Linked DNA regions of Mus musculus: regions 1, 2 and 3 are each linked to region 4. The links are chromatin contacts, called in public HiChIP or PLAC-seq, Micro-C and promoter capture Hi-C maps. All regions are on one chromosome and are shown on one strand. The core of a region is the stretch at or near the end of the contact, and the rest is flanking DNA. Distances in the headings are between cores, read along the strand shown.

Region 1 (2,700 bases), core at 84-2,583, 180 kb after region 4:
ACTTACCGCTGTTGGGGCCCAGTCCTGGCCATACACAAAGCAGTACTTGCAGTAGAGGTCATCATACTCTGGAAACTGAGAGAAAAAGTATACAGGATTCTGTCTAGAAAGGGCAAACTGGGCCCACACATTAGCTAGGCAGATGCAGTGGACAGGAATTAGGAACACGAGGCATCTGGGACTGAGGAGGTGGACATGGGTTTCAGGGCGGGCAGGGAATGGAAATCAGGAAGTCAGGCTTAGTCCCAGACTGCCAATACCCGTAGGTTATTTTGCTCAGGGTCTACTTTCTGTCTTGTCTTTCTCAGTCCACATGTGGTAGGCCCCTTGCCCATCTTTCAGAGTTCCCCTTCAGTCTCTAGCTGGCTTAAGGATCATTGCTTGGCTCCCTTCACTTCTCTGCATTTCTGCATGTGGGTACCTAATGTCTATCTGATAACCCTGTTAGACTGAAGAAGGAACAGGTTTCATGCCTCAGCGCATCTCCAGTGCTGGGCACAAATTAGCTCTACAGAAATGATGCTCACGTGAAACCCAGAAGCTACAGGGCCAAAGAACATGGCTAAAACTGAGGGTCCCGGAGAAAGGAAGGCCCAGGGCAGACGCCAAGGAAGGTGTCCAGAGTAAGCAGCCCAGACATCCTCTAATCGGATAGAGGAAAACAGGGAGGACGCAGTACCAATGAATGGGAAGGCAGGAACACCTACTGAGCTTCAGACTTGGCAGAACCTAAAGCATGTCAGCCAAACCTCAGAATATGTAGGAATAATGGGCATTTTCAACAAGCAGCCCAGAAGAATAATGTAGCAAAGTTCTGTCTCTTAGACGGACCGGGTCAAATCCCACCTTGGCCACTGCCTTCCGGTAAGTTCCCAGCTGTTAAATGGATCAGCTGAGTCTTCAGTCCCATTAGTCCTAGGCCACCACTCAACCAAGTAAACAGGATCCAAGTGGTACCAGCTGAACGCCTCGAGGTCTGTTTTCACTCAAGCTTGTCCGGTTCATCTACCTGGAGCCAAGGTTCTCAAATGCTGCTTCTCCTTTCCATTTATTTGAGATGCTCAGAGCATCTTGGCTTTCTAGGAGCTGAGCGAAGAGCCCGGGGAGAGAAACAGGCCGTCCCCGGGCGGAGTCCACGACTGCTTACCTGTGCGCTCTCTACCTGCCCGGTGATCATGAGCAGGAAGACGCTGGGACTTGCTGCAGCCATTGCACTGATGGGCCGGGAGACCGGCGCAGGCCGCGCGCTGTTGCCAGGAGGCTCTCGGTTGTCTTGGAAACAGACGGTAAGTCGTCTAGGACAAATTTCTCAAGCGGTGACGAGTTCGCTCAAAGGTAAGAGTGCGCAGGCGCAGTAGTCTTTATGGCTTTGGGCACTGTCCTCCGTGTCTGTCGCGCGGAACCTAACCCCCAGGGGCGGGTCCACGGACCCGCACTGTGTGACTTCACTCGTCTGGCCATGCTTGAAGCTCGCAGGCTGCAAAGCTGGATGTTGAGAAGAAGCAGCACCGGCACTCAGGCCCGCGGAAAGTCACGTGCTAGAGTTACCTCTCTCCAGGTGGTGTCGCTGTTGCCACACACAGCGACGGCAAAGACGCCATCGTTGGAAGGCTTGGTGCGCGGGAGTGGTCCAGCGGGCATCACCCAGCACATTGTCTCAGGTGAAGAATGCGCCCTTCAGCCCTATGAGGCTCTTGTCATCGAAACCCGGAGACTCCATTTGTCCAAGTCCCGCGTCCTGCATGAGAAGCTGGAGCCCACGGAACCAGTCACCCAATTTTGGAAAATCACTGGTAGCTCAGGGATGTCAGAGCTTGGTCCCAAGCCACCAGCATCCTTTTCGGTAGACACCATTGTTAGTGCTTGGATTCAACTGCACTTACTCTATCACTGTCCAATTCAAGGTGGCTTAATGCGAGCTTCTTGCCTTTAGATCCCCAGCTCGACTCTAGGGGCATTGAATGCCTGGTCCTCATTGCCCGGCCAGTGCAAAATATTTGGGAACTACTTCTTTAATAAATAAAATTGAACACATCTCAGTTTTCTGGAGGGCGTGACTGAAATCCAGACCTGGAAGGTAATTTAGCCATATTCGTTACAGGAATTTAGCTGCAGAATCAGACTTCACTTTCAGAGCTTATAAGGAAACATCAAAGAGCACATTAATGATGAGGGAGCCTGGAAACAAACGGATGCAGATGTGTATACTTTAGGGAGCTCAGCCTGCAGTAATGACACCAGGTCACGCTAACTGTTAGCTTGGAAGTCAGTTGGCGGGATTCCCAAAGCCACCTATGGGGAAGAGGAAAGGCATGTGGTCACAGCGTTCTAGGTGGGCCGAGGTGCAAGCATGTAAGAAATTCTTTTAGCTTAGAGCCAAGAGTCATACAAGCAGAGGCTCTAGGCCCCTCTCTCCTAGCCGGTGGCTGCCACTTGCTGTTCTTTACTGAAAGCGTTGGAAAGATACAGGCTACTGAAAGGAAGCCTTCTCAATCCCCAAATTACTCATTAGATAAGGCTTTTCTGTCCTAAACCAACAGGATGAGACATTTAGGAAGAGGTCTGTGCTGGCTAGTTTTTTTGTCAATTTGGCACAAGCCATAGTTATCTGAGAGGAGGGAACCAAGATTGAGAAAGCCTCCATGTGATTGGGCTTGTAAGCCTGTTGAACATTTTCTTAATTAGTGATTGGTGGAGAAG
Region 2 (2,700 bases), core at 7-2,506, 200 kb after region 4:
GTGGCAAAGCACCCACTTAGCTTAGAGGCCCTGGGTTCCATCCCAGCACTGCATGATAAAACCAGCAGGAGGGCCGGGCGTGGTGGCCCACGCCTTTAATCCCAGCAATCGGGAGGCAGAGGCAGGCAGATTTCTGAATTCAAGGCCAGCCTGGTCTATAAAGTGAGTTCCAGGAGAAACCCTGTCTAGAAAACAACAACAACAACAAAAAAACCCAAAACCCATCAGGAGGATCTAGAATACTTGGCTGTGAGTTCATTACTGTGCCCGCCAAGGCTATTAATGCTACTTACCTGGGCTCGCAGTTCCTCATTTAGACAAGGCACCAACCTACCGCTGTGAGGACAGCATGCATTAGCTTCCTCAGGCAAGTAAGTGCTAGCAGCCCTGGATCCAGTCCCCATGAAGATGAAAAATCCACTTCACAGAGATGACAGCCGGGATCGCGCAGCTGCCTGAACCCCATCTGGCCTGAGGCCCCTTTGCCTACTCACCGTCCACTTGCCGCCCTCAGTTGTCATGTCGCAGAAGACGGGCACCGGCACACTGGGGCCATAGGGGTAGATGAGATACACGCCGTCTTCCTGATAGCCCTGGGCGTAGATATCATCACAGTCCAGGGGTTGCTGAAGACAGGACTTCTCCAGAGCTGCGAGTGGCAGTGTGGGGACCGTGAGGAGAAAGACTAAGGCATAAGGACACCCCCCTCCATATCCCAGTTTTGCTCCAGGCCTAAGGGACTCTATCAGGAGAAATCTGGAGATTTCTCTAGGGGGATACCTGCCACTTTGTAGAGGAGGAAGCAGTCCTGCAGAGCCTCACTTAGAATGGCCTCATCCAGCCTGCTGACCAGGCCGTGTCTGTGAATGGGGGCTGCTTACCATCTCCCCGGATCCCAGAGGCTTGCGGGGCGCAGGGGGGAGGCATGGAGAGCAGCATCAGCATCAGTGGCAGGGCTGGGAGGGCCTGGGGATGGGAAATGGGGTGAGTGTAGCCCCCAACATGGGCCAGACGCCTCCCACCTCCCAGGGCTCTCCCTGCCTGAACTCTGCCCTCTGTCTTTTTTACCCCCTCTCAACTTTCAGAGGAAGGCCCAATATCCCCAGAACTTAAGTTTCAAGAGAACTCCACTGAGCTTCGCTGTTCCCTATCTGGCAAGTGGCTTGTCTCCACAAATGGTCTTGATCCTCCAGGCCAGTACCTTCATGGTGTCAGCTCAGTTGAGAGAGGCTGGCTGTCTGGGGCCCCAGACTGCAGCCGCCCACAGTTATGTGTTGGGTCTGAGCCCACAGACCCAGCTCCGCCCCTGGAACTGCAGAATGCCCCCCACCCCCACCCCAACAACCGGCCCCCGGCATCAGCTTACACTGTCAGGGGCCAGAGGACCACCTGGGTCTCATTAGGCCTGTCAGAGAAGCACTGTGAACCAGACATTAACTCCTTACCAGCCGCAACTGTACCCTGGACCCCACTCTGCCTCCTGCCCTGCTGGACTTGTGGGTCCTTTGGCAACCCCCGCTGGCCTCTGCTCACCCCTCTGTTTCCTGACAGGCCCTCTGCAGATGTCTGCTTTCCTAACTAGTCTGCTCAAGAGGTGTCCCTGGGACTGAGACAGGGGTCTTCACTTGGCAATGGGAAGGCTAGGGGAGACGGTCCCAAAGCTCCCTATGAGGGAGCTGCCTGGCCTGGGAGGAGACAGGGCCAGCAGGGGCCCGAAGTCTCCTGGCAAGCTTGGGACATTTCTGAGCCATGAGCAGAAAGATACAGGCGGCCAGCAGCTCTGTCTGCCTCGACTGGAGCCAGGGCCCTCTCCAACTCCTTCCCAGCCCCCTCCCCTGCTGGGTGTCTGTACCCCCCACTCTTTCCCCTCCTACAGTTCCCTGGACCATCTGGGGTGCTTTTGTTTCTCCTCGCTCGGCCCCTCCTCCCTTCTAAGCCCATCTGCTCTCACCGCCGCCCGCCCGCCCGGCTGAGCCTCTCGAGCCCTCTCTCCTCCATCCTGGCTGAGCCCAATGCTGCTTTCCTTGTCCACCTTAAGCCTGGTTTCGGTGTGCCTCCCGCCACCCTGGCCACCCAGTCTCTTCTGATTTTGCTCTCTCCTCCTCCTCCCATTCTCTGTCGGCTGCAAGAGTGTCCCAGGTGCCTGATCTGTGTTCCCCTGTTTAAGCCTCCGGTGGCTCTCCATTCCTTCACGGCTGAGGCCAACATTTCCGACTGGGACTTGAAAGGAATTACCAGTCTGGCTCGACCTCCCTTCAAGCCCGTGCTCCTCGTGACTCCCTACACTTTGTCTGGCTACCCAGACTCCTGGCCAGCAGGCCCCTGGGCCTTTGCCTGGGCTGTTCCTCGTGGCGCCCACCGGCCTTTCCTTTTGTCTCTGAGTGCTAGTGGGTAGTGCTCATTGCCTCCCAGTTCTGCACACTCAGCACCCATCATAAAGCGTATGGATTCACCAAAGACAGATTTTTGTTTTTTTTTTTTGAGCACCTACTATGTGTTACACAATATGTTTGCTGCTGGGGATGCAGAATCAGCCCCTGGAGTGGCCTACGTGTTTTGGACAAAGAACCAAAAATGCCTTGAAGGGACACAAATGTAACAGGTGAGCATGTGAGAGATCCAGAGCAAAGAGATGGCTTAGATCCTTTCTCTCCATCCCTGGAAAAGGAGAAAAGACCCACGAAGAACCCCATTGGGCCT
Region 3 (2,700 bases), core at 47-2,546, 170 kb before region 4:
TAACACTGGTCCCTTCTCAGTCTCTGGTTTCTTTGCCCTGTGATCTCTTTCTGTCCCATAGTCCCTTGTGAAGCCTTTTTTCATGAGCTCCTTGTCAGAGCTGGTGCTTTGCTGTTTGGGGTGTCAGCCTCCAAAACTGTGAGCTGCATAAATCTCATTTCTTTATAAGGTGCCAAGCCTGGGGCATTTTGTTCTAGCAATGGAAAATGGACTTACTGAGTCTGTGGTATTCTTTTTTTAGGAAAAGAAAATGGACTAGAGACATTGCTTTCAGATTCCTGACCTGTCTCAAAGCTGAAGGTTTTTAGGGCTTCTACCTGTTTGTCAAGATGAGTTCCAGAGGGCTGGCTGGAGATACGGCTCAGTGGTTAAGAGCACTGGCTAGTCTTCCAGAGGACTCAGGTTTGATTCCTAGTACCTACATTGTGGCTCATAGCTATCTGTAATTGCAGTTTCAGATCGACACCCTGGTCTGGCCTCTGCAGGCACTAGGTGCACTCGTGGTGCACATATATGCAGGCAAAACACCCATACACATAAAAGTAAAATCAGAGGGGGGAGGGGAGGAGGAGGAAGAAGAGAGGAGAGAGAGACAGAGACAGAGAGGGAGAGGTGAGAGAAGTGAGAGAGGTGAGAGGAGTTGTTTCAGGGGCAGGCGATGAAATTGACAGCAACATCCCCAAACCTGAACACACACTTAGGTATGGGGTCACACATATTGTTTACCATGGCTTTGTAATGCTTTCTTGAGCAAAAGTTGACTATCATTTTTCACCTAAACAATCCGAGGAAAAAAAAAAGCCCGAGGCAAACTGGTAGTTGACTGGTGTGATGAAGCGCCTCCTTAGAAAGGAGGTTCTGAGCCTCCCTCAGAAGTCTAGAGACCCCCAGAAGGCGCAGGTTCCAGTCAGACCCTATCCCTTAGGTGGGTTGTCTAGCAGTTTGCGGTCTGGATTTGAAAGGCAGCTCCCGGAGTTTTTGTCTCCAGTGTCTGCACCGCCTCAGCGACTCCCGGGGCCGGAGTTCAAGATCCGCCTCTTAGAGGGTGGCTTCAGGTCAGGGCGTGGCGGGCTCTAGCTAGCCGCGGGCGCCGAGCCGAGCGGAGCCGAGCCCGCCGCCCGTTCCTAAGCAGCCGCGGCCTCCTCCCCACACCCCTGCTCGCCAACTCGCTCCAGTGACTGCAGACTCGCCCCGGTGCCTGGCGCCGCGTCCCGGGGTGCGCACTCCTTTTCTCGGCGGAGGGAGCAGGACTGGGGCGCATCGTCCTACAAGACGCGCTGACGTCGCACAGGGCCGGTAGTCGGCGCGGAGCGGCCGGCGCGCGCGCGTGCGTTGGGCGCTCCCGCGAAGCAGGCAGAAGCCGCCACCGCGGCTGTGCGGGTTCCAGGGCGGCGGCCGCTACACAGCAGCGCCGCGGGCGCAACAAGCGGAGGCAGCCGCACCTGCGGGGATGGCGCGGCCCCGGCCCTGCACCGCTGTCAGGCGCGCGGGTAGCTCCGGGTACGCCCAGTGACGGCGGCGGTGCCCTCGGCCGGGCAGTGCCCAGGCCGCTTGGCTAGAGCCCCGCGGCCGACGGCGGCCCGGGCCATGAGAAGCGACCGGGCCCAGGCCTCGCTGACCCCGGCTCCGCGCGGCGGCCCGTCCCGTTTCCGCTCCGGCCTCTCGGCATGAGTGTCCATCCGGGCCCGGGGCCGTGGCTGCCCCTGTCCCGCCGCCCGCGGGCGTGCTTGGGGCCCTCGGGCCCGCGGTGCTGATCCCGGTTCTCCGCCACGCCTGCCCACCCTAGCGCTCTATGTCCCGGGGGCGCGGCCATGGAGGTGGTGGGCGACTTCGAGTACTGCAAGCGGGACCTCGTGGGACACGGGGCCTTCGCTGTGGTCTTCCGGGGGCGGCACCGCCAGGTGAGCGCCGCCGGCCCGTTGTCTGGTGCGAAACTGGGGAGCCAGCGCCCCGGTCCTGGCCGCTGGGCAGGGCTCCCCGGGCCTGCCTGCCTTTGTGCTTGCTGTCACTGTCGCAGGGTTTGTTTTGGAGGCCAGAGCCGCTAGGCTGAGCTCCACCTACCGACGGGCGCAGAGCCACTGATGTTCTTCCCTGACAGTGTGCTGGGTAACCGAGGTGCGCCCGGGGACTTGCTGCTCAGAGAAGCCACTGGTCCCGAAGCGACTAGGACTCCAGTGTTTGCACAGTGTAATGTGCTTGTCCATACTATGGGTCGGTGGACCTTTGTCCCTTCTCCCTGCCCCGGGCTTTCCGGAGCTTGTCACCTTTACCGTGGATAATTGCACACCCAGCGGAAAACGGGCGCGTTTCCCGTTAGTCTGAAGCTTTCTCAGACTATCACGTTCCTCTGTGTCTGGGGGAGCTTTGTAGTATCCCTCCCCTTTTTGAGTTAGAGGAAATAAGTGACAAAGGTAGTTGGACCCTAACCTAATAATACAACGTAGATGCAAGTTCAAACCTCAGTTGTTTGGGTTTTTTTTTTTGTTGTTTCTTTGTTTTTTCCAAGCCACTGTTTCGCAAATAGGTCACACGAGGTTATAGAATCTAAAGAATTTGAGAAGGCACATTGAGACTGGAAGTAATTAAAAAAAAAAAAAAAAGCTTTGGTTATTCTGTTTGTTTCAAGAGTGCCTATTAAAAAGGTACTGTCGTCTATGTCTTATTCATTATGAAATAACTTAAAAGTCAAGGAAAAAAAAT
Region 4 (2,700 bases), core at 167-2,666:
CACTACCACCTGAAGACAGACCTGCTCTAGATATATCGCAACTTGCTGGGCTACCTTGCCTGTCAAATCAGGCACACCTCTGCTCATTCATGGCCACCCAGCTATGGTTTGACTGTCTGTACAAGCATTGTACACAGCTTCTCAAGATGTGTGTGTGTCAGTATGGAGCAGTCACCCAAAGCCGGGCACTGTGCAGCCCAGTCAACGGCTGTCAGCTAAGGGAATCCACACAAGGCCTGAAGAGCCTCTTGATGGCAAACCACAACCTAAGTAAATACCCTCACCTCTTCCACTGGTGAAAACCTTCAATAGGTACCACCTGCTCTGGCCTGGACAGCTGCTGCTACTGTAGCACTCAGAGAAAAGCTTGGAGAACCACCACCAGCCACACAGCACAGCTAGGAAGCAGGCAGATTTCCTCAGGGCTCCAGACCAGCCTCCACGTCTCTCCCGAGACCCCTGCCAGCAAGCTCATGTATGTGTGCAAGCTTCTATCTGCTCCTGGGTCTGAGACGAGATAAGGGAGAGTGGGTGAGAGAAAGGCCGCATTCCTCCCACACAGCTCATGGTTTGCATTTGGGGAACTCAGAAACACTCCAGGAGGGCACAGAAGCCCACTCAGCCTGGAAGCCCAGTGCCACCTGCTAGAGGGAGTGGACATTCAGCTTCTGATCACCGGAGGAGGCAACCGAGAGGCCAGTCAGAGGTCCAGGGGCTGTCTCGGTGCCCATGCGTGCTGGGTGAATGGGGGTCTCGCCGTGGCGCCTCACCTTCTGCGCCTGGCTGACCATCTTGCGCACCACTTCCTTGATGTGCGGCTGCCCGTCGATGGGTGGCTGCATGTAGACGCTGGCCCGGGTCACACCTCGGTAGGCAATGGTGTCAGGCCAGCCCAGGTCCAGCTGCGGGATGGAGCGGTCCGACTTCTGGGGCCAATACTCCAGCGAGGGCAGCGTCTCCGTGGCTGGGGGCCCGCCCGCCGCACTGGTCTCCTCGCTGGCATCCGCGCCTCCGTTGTCCTGGGGTTCGGGGCGGCGGCCCGAGACCCGCGGGTCCTCAGAGCCCGGGTCGTACACCTCGATGGCCTCCACGATACGCGAAAGCTCCAGCTCCGAAAGAAAGTCGCGGATGTTCTCGCGCTTCAGCACCTCGTAGAAGGCGTCGCGACCCCGGGCCACCAGGGCCTCCAGGGCCAGCCTCTGCTCCTCGCTGTAGAAGAACTCGGGCTTCGACTCGCTGGATCGCCAGTTCACGTGGTTGTCGTCCAGACACTGCACCTGGGAGAAGGCCATGGTGGCCCTCGCTGTGGGAACGCGGCCCGACGGGCACCGCGCTCTCAGGCTCCGGGGCCTCGGCGCCTCTGAGAACCGCACCTGAGGGAATCAGCAAAAGACCGCGGTCGGGGTCAGAGGGCGGGCGGGGGCGTGGCGAAGGAAGGGGCGTGGCGGGTAGTGTGTGGGCGGAGCGAGGCGTGGCGAGGTTAGCCAGAGCCGTCCAGGGCCGCGGTTGTCCTCTGCCTCTGTCTTGGGATCCGCCTGAGGTTCTCGGAATCCTGGGAATAAGCTGGGGCTGACGGGGACCCTCGCCCCAGTCCGGAGTAAGAGCCGGGACGCCAGCCCAAGTGAGGCTCGCAAACCCGGAGGAGGGACTTGCTTACCAAGCAGGTGGCGCCGTGCAGACCGGACGACCCGAGGAACCACAGGCGTTGGTGGTGGCACCGGGCTGGACCGCCGGTGACTAAGGGCGGTCCCGCCCACCCTGCCACCCTCACCTGGGGTCACGTGCGGCCCCGGGGGCGGAGCCGGAAGCTGATTCATCTCCTCAGACGGCGCAAGGCTGGACAATTTGCTGCCTCTAAGCCTCGTGGAAGTCTTCCTCTGCCCCCCAGTCCCGCTGGCGATCCTGGTCCATCTCTGGCCCGGTTCTGTCTTGCGGGTGGGATGCTCAGCTGTCCAGTTGTAGACTGAAGGTTGGGTCGTGGGCCGAGGCCCAGCTCCAGCTCCAACTGCTTCCACACTCTTGCTCTCCATGTGCACAGACCAGATACAGATTAGTCCTGAGCCCAACTGCTTGCTGGGATCCCACCTAGCAGAACCTGGTGCACCTCACATGCCTGAACCCTGCGCCAGAAAAGGGTAGAGAGAACCAAGCTGTGCTCAAACGCAGCTCTTGGCTGTTCCCCAGTGATGGAGACCATTAGGTCCTTATCTGAGGGCAGGATGTCAGGTGCAGTTTGGCAAAGGGCTCCTTCCTGAAGCTTCTTGTTTCAGGACACCAGGCCAATACTGCCCTGTCTTTCTAGCCTACTTACCATCTCTGGGTCAGGATAGAGCTGGTTTGAGTCCCAGTGGACCCTGGCCTTAACCTAATGAGGACAAGCTAATGGCAACATTGTACCCTCCAGACATGTCCTCACTGTTCATTTTCCAGTAAGGCCTCCTTGCCCTGCATTCACTGCTTTCAAAGCTTCAAAGCCTAGTTAGCATCCTTGGAGTCCTCACCACTGATCCCCAGACTCAAACCCTTCACCTCTAGCCTCAAAGTCCTCATCAGGCCTTACACTGGGTGAACACTGTGGTTCATACCTGCTCTTGCTTGGCACTCTTGCCCACCTCGGGCACCTGAGTCACCTCCTTACCTCCCATTCCCAAGGAGCAGAGAGGGGCAGTGATGAGTGTGAGTCTTGTACCCTCAACAAAG

The links. Hi-C and Micro-C count contacts between places; a contact is called where the count stands out from the background. HiChIP or PLAC-seq counts read pairs in DNA pulled down with a chosen protein or histone mark. Capture Hi-C pulls out chosen DNA fragments and counts their contacts.
Region 1: a contact with region 4 is called in a promoter capture Hi-C map of adipose tissue. The contact joins the promoter of B9d1os here to the promoter of Fam83g in region 4. A contact is called at or near these places in 5 of 39 promoter capture datasets (the C10 cell line, the SN4741 cell line, embryonic stem cells and 1 more), 6 of 484 Hi-C or Micro-C datasets (the HPC-7 cell line, the N1E-115 cell line, embryonic stem cells and 1 more), 12 of 115 datasets of contacts at active chromatin or transcription factors (the NIH/3T3 cell line, bone marrow-derived macrophages, effector CD8 T cells and 6 more) and 3 of 9 other capture datasets (adipose tissue, liver and pancreatic islet).
Region 2: an H3K4me3 HiChIP or PLAC-seq map of embryonic stem cells shows a contact between it and region 4, with 4 times the contacts expected there. The contact joins the promoter of Mfap4 here to the promoter of Fam83g in region 4. A contact is called at or near these places in 3 of 39 promoter capture datasets (HPC-7-derived erythroid cells, the SN4741 cell line and liver), 3 of 484 Hi-C or Micro-C datasets (all in embryonic stem cells), 12 of 115 datasets of contacts at active chromatin or transcription factors (the NIH/3T3 cell line, bone marrow-derived macrophages, effector CD8 T cells and 5 more) and 3 of 9 other capture datasets (adipose tissue, liver and pancreatic islet).
Region 3: a contact with region 4 is called in a Micro-C map of embryonic stem cells, with 2.8 times the contacts expected there. The contact joins the promoter of Ulk2 here to the promoter of Fam83g in region 4. A contact is called at or near these places in 2 of 484 Hi-C or Micro-C datasets (both in embryonic stem cells), 1 of 115 datasets of contacts at active chromatin or transcription factors (memory CD8 T cells) and 2 of 9 other capture datasets (adipose tissue and pancreatic islet).

What each region holds. Positions count from the first base shown.
Region 1 is chr11:61,503,719-61,506,418 of GRCm38.p6, reverse strand. It overlaps B9d1os (a long non-coding RNA gene), which reads left to right and starts at 1,333. Exons shown (of 1, transcript XR_141098.4): 1 at 1,333-2,034. B9d1 (B9 protein domain 1) reads right to left here and starts at 1,275. Exons shown (of 7, transcript NM_013717.3): 1 at 1,148-1,275; 2 at 7-75. The coding sequence starts at 1,210.
Region 2 is chr11:61,483,987-61,486,686 of GRCm38.p6, reverse strand. It overlaps Mfap4 (microfibrillar-associated protein 4), which reads right to left and starts at 1,256. Exons shown (of 6, transcript NM_029568.3): 1 at 1,202-1,256; 2 at 882-966; 3 at 495-649. The coding sequence starts at 1,207.
Region 3 is chr11:61,853,688-61,856,387 of GRCm38.p6, reverse strand. Ulk2 (unc-51 like kinase 2) reads left to right here and starts at 1,296. Exons shown (of 27, transcript NM_013881.4): 1 at 1,296-1,901. The coding sequence starts at 1,812.
Region 4 is chr11:61,683,126-61,685,825 of GRCm38.p6, reverse strand. It overlaps Fam83g (family with sequence similarity 83, member G), which reads right to left and starts at 1,416. Exons shown (of 5, transcript NM_178618.3): 1 at 771-1,416. The coding sequence starts at 1,292. All of the region lies in intron 9 of Slc5a10 (solute carrier family 5 (sodium/glucose cotransporter), member 10), which reads left to right.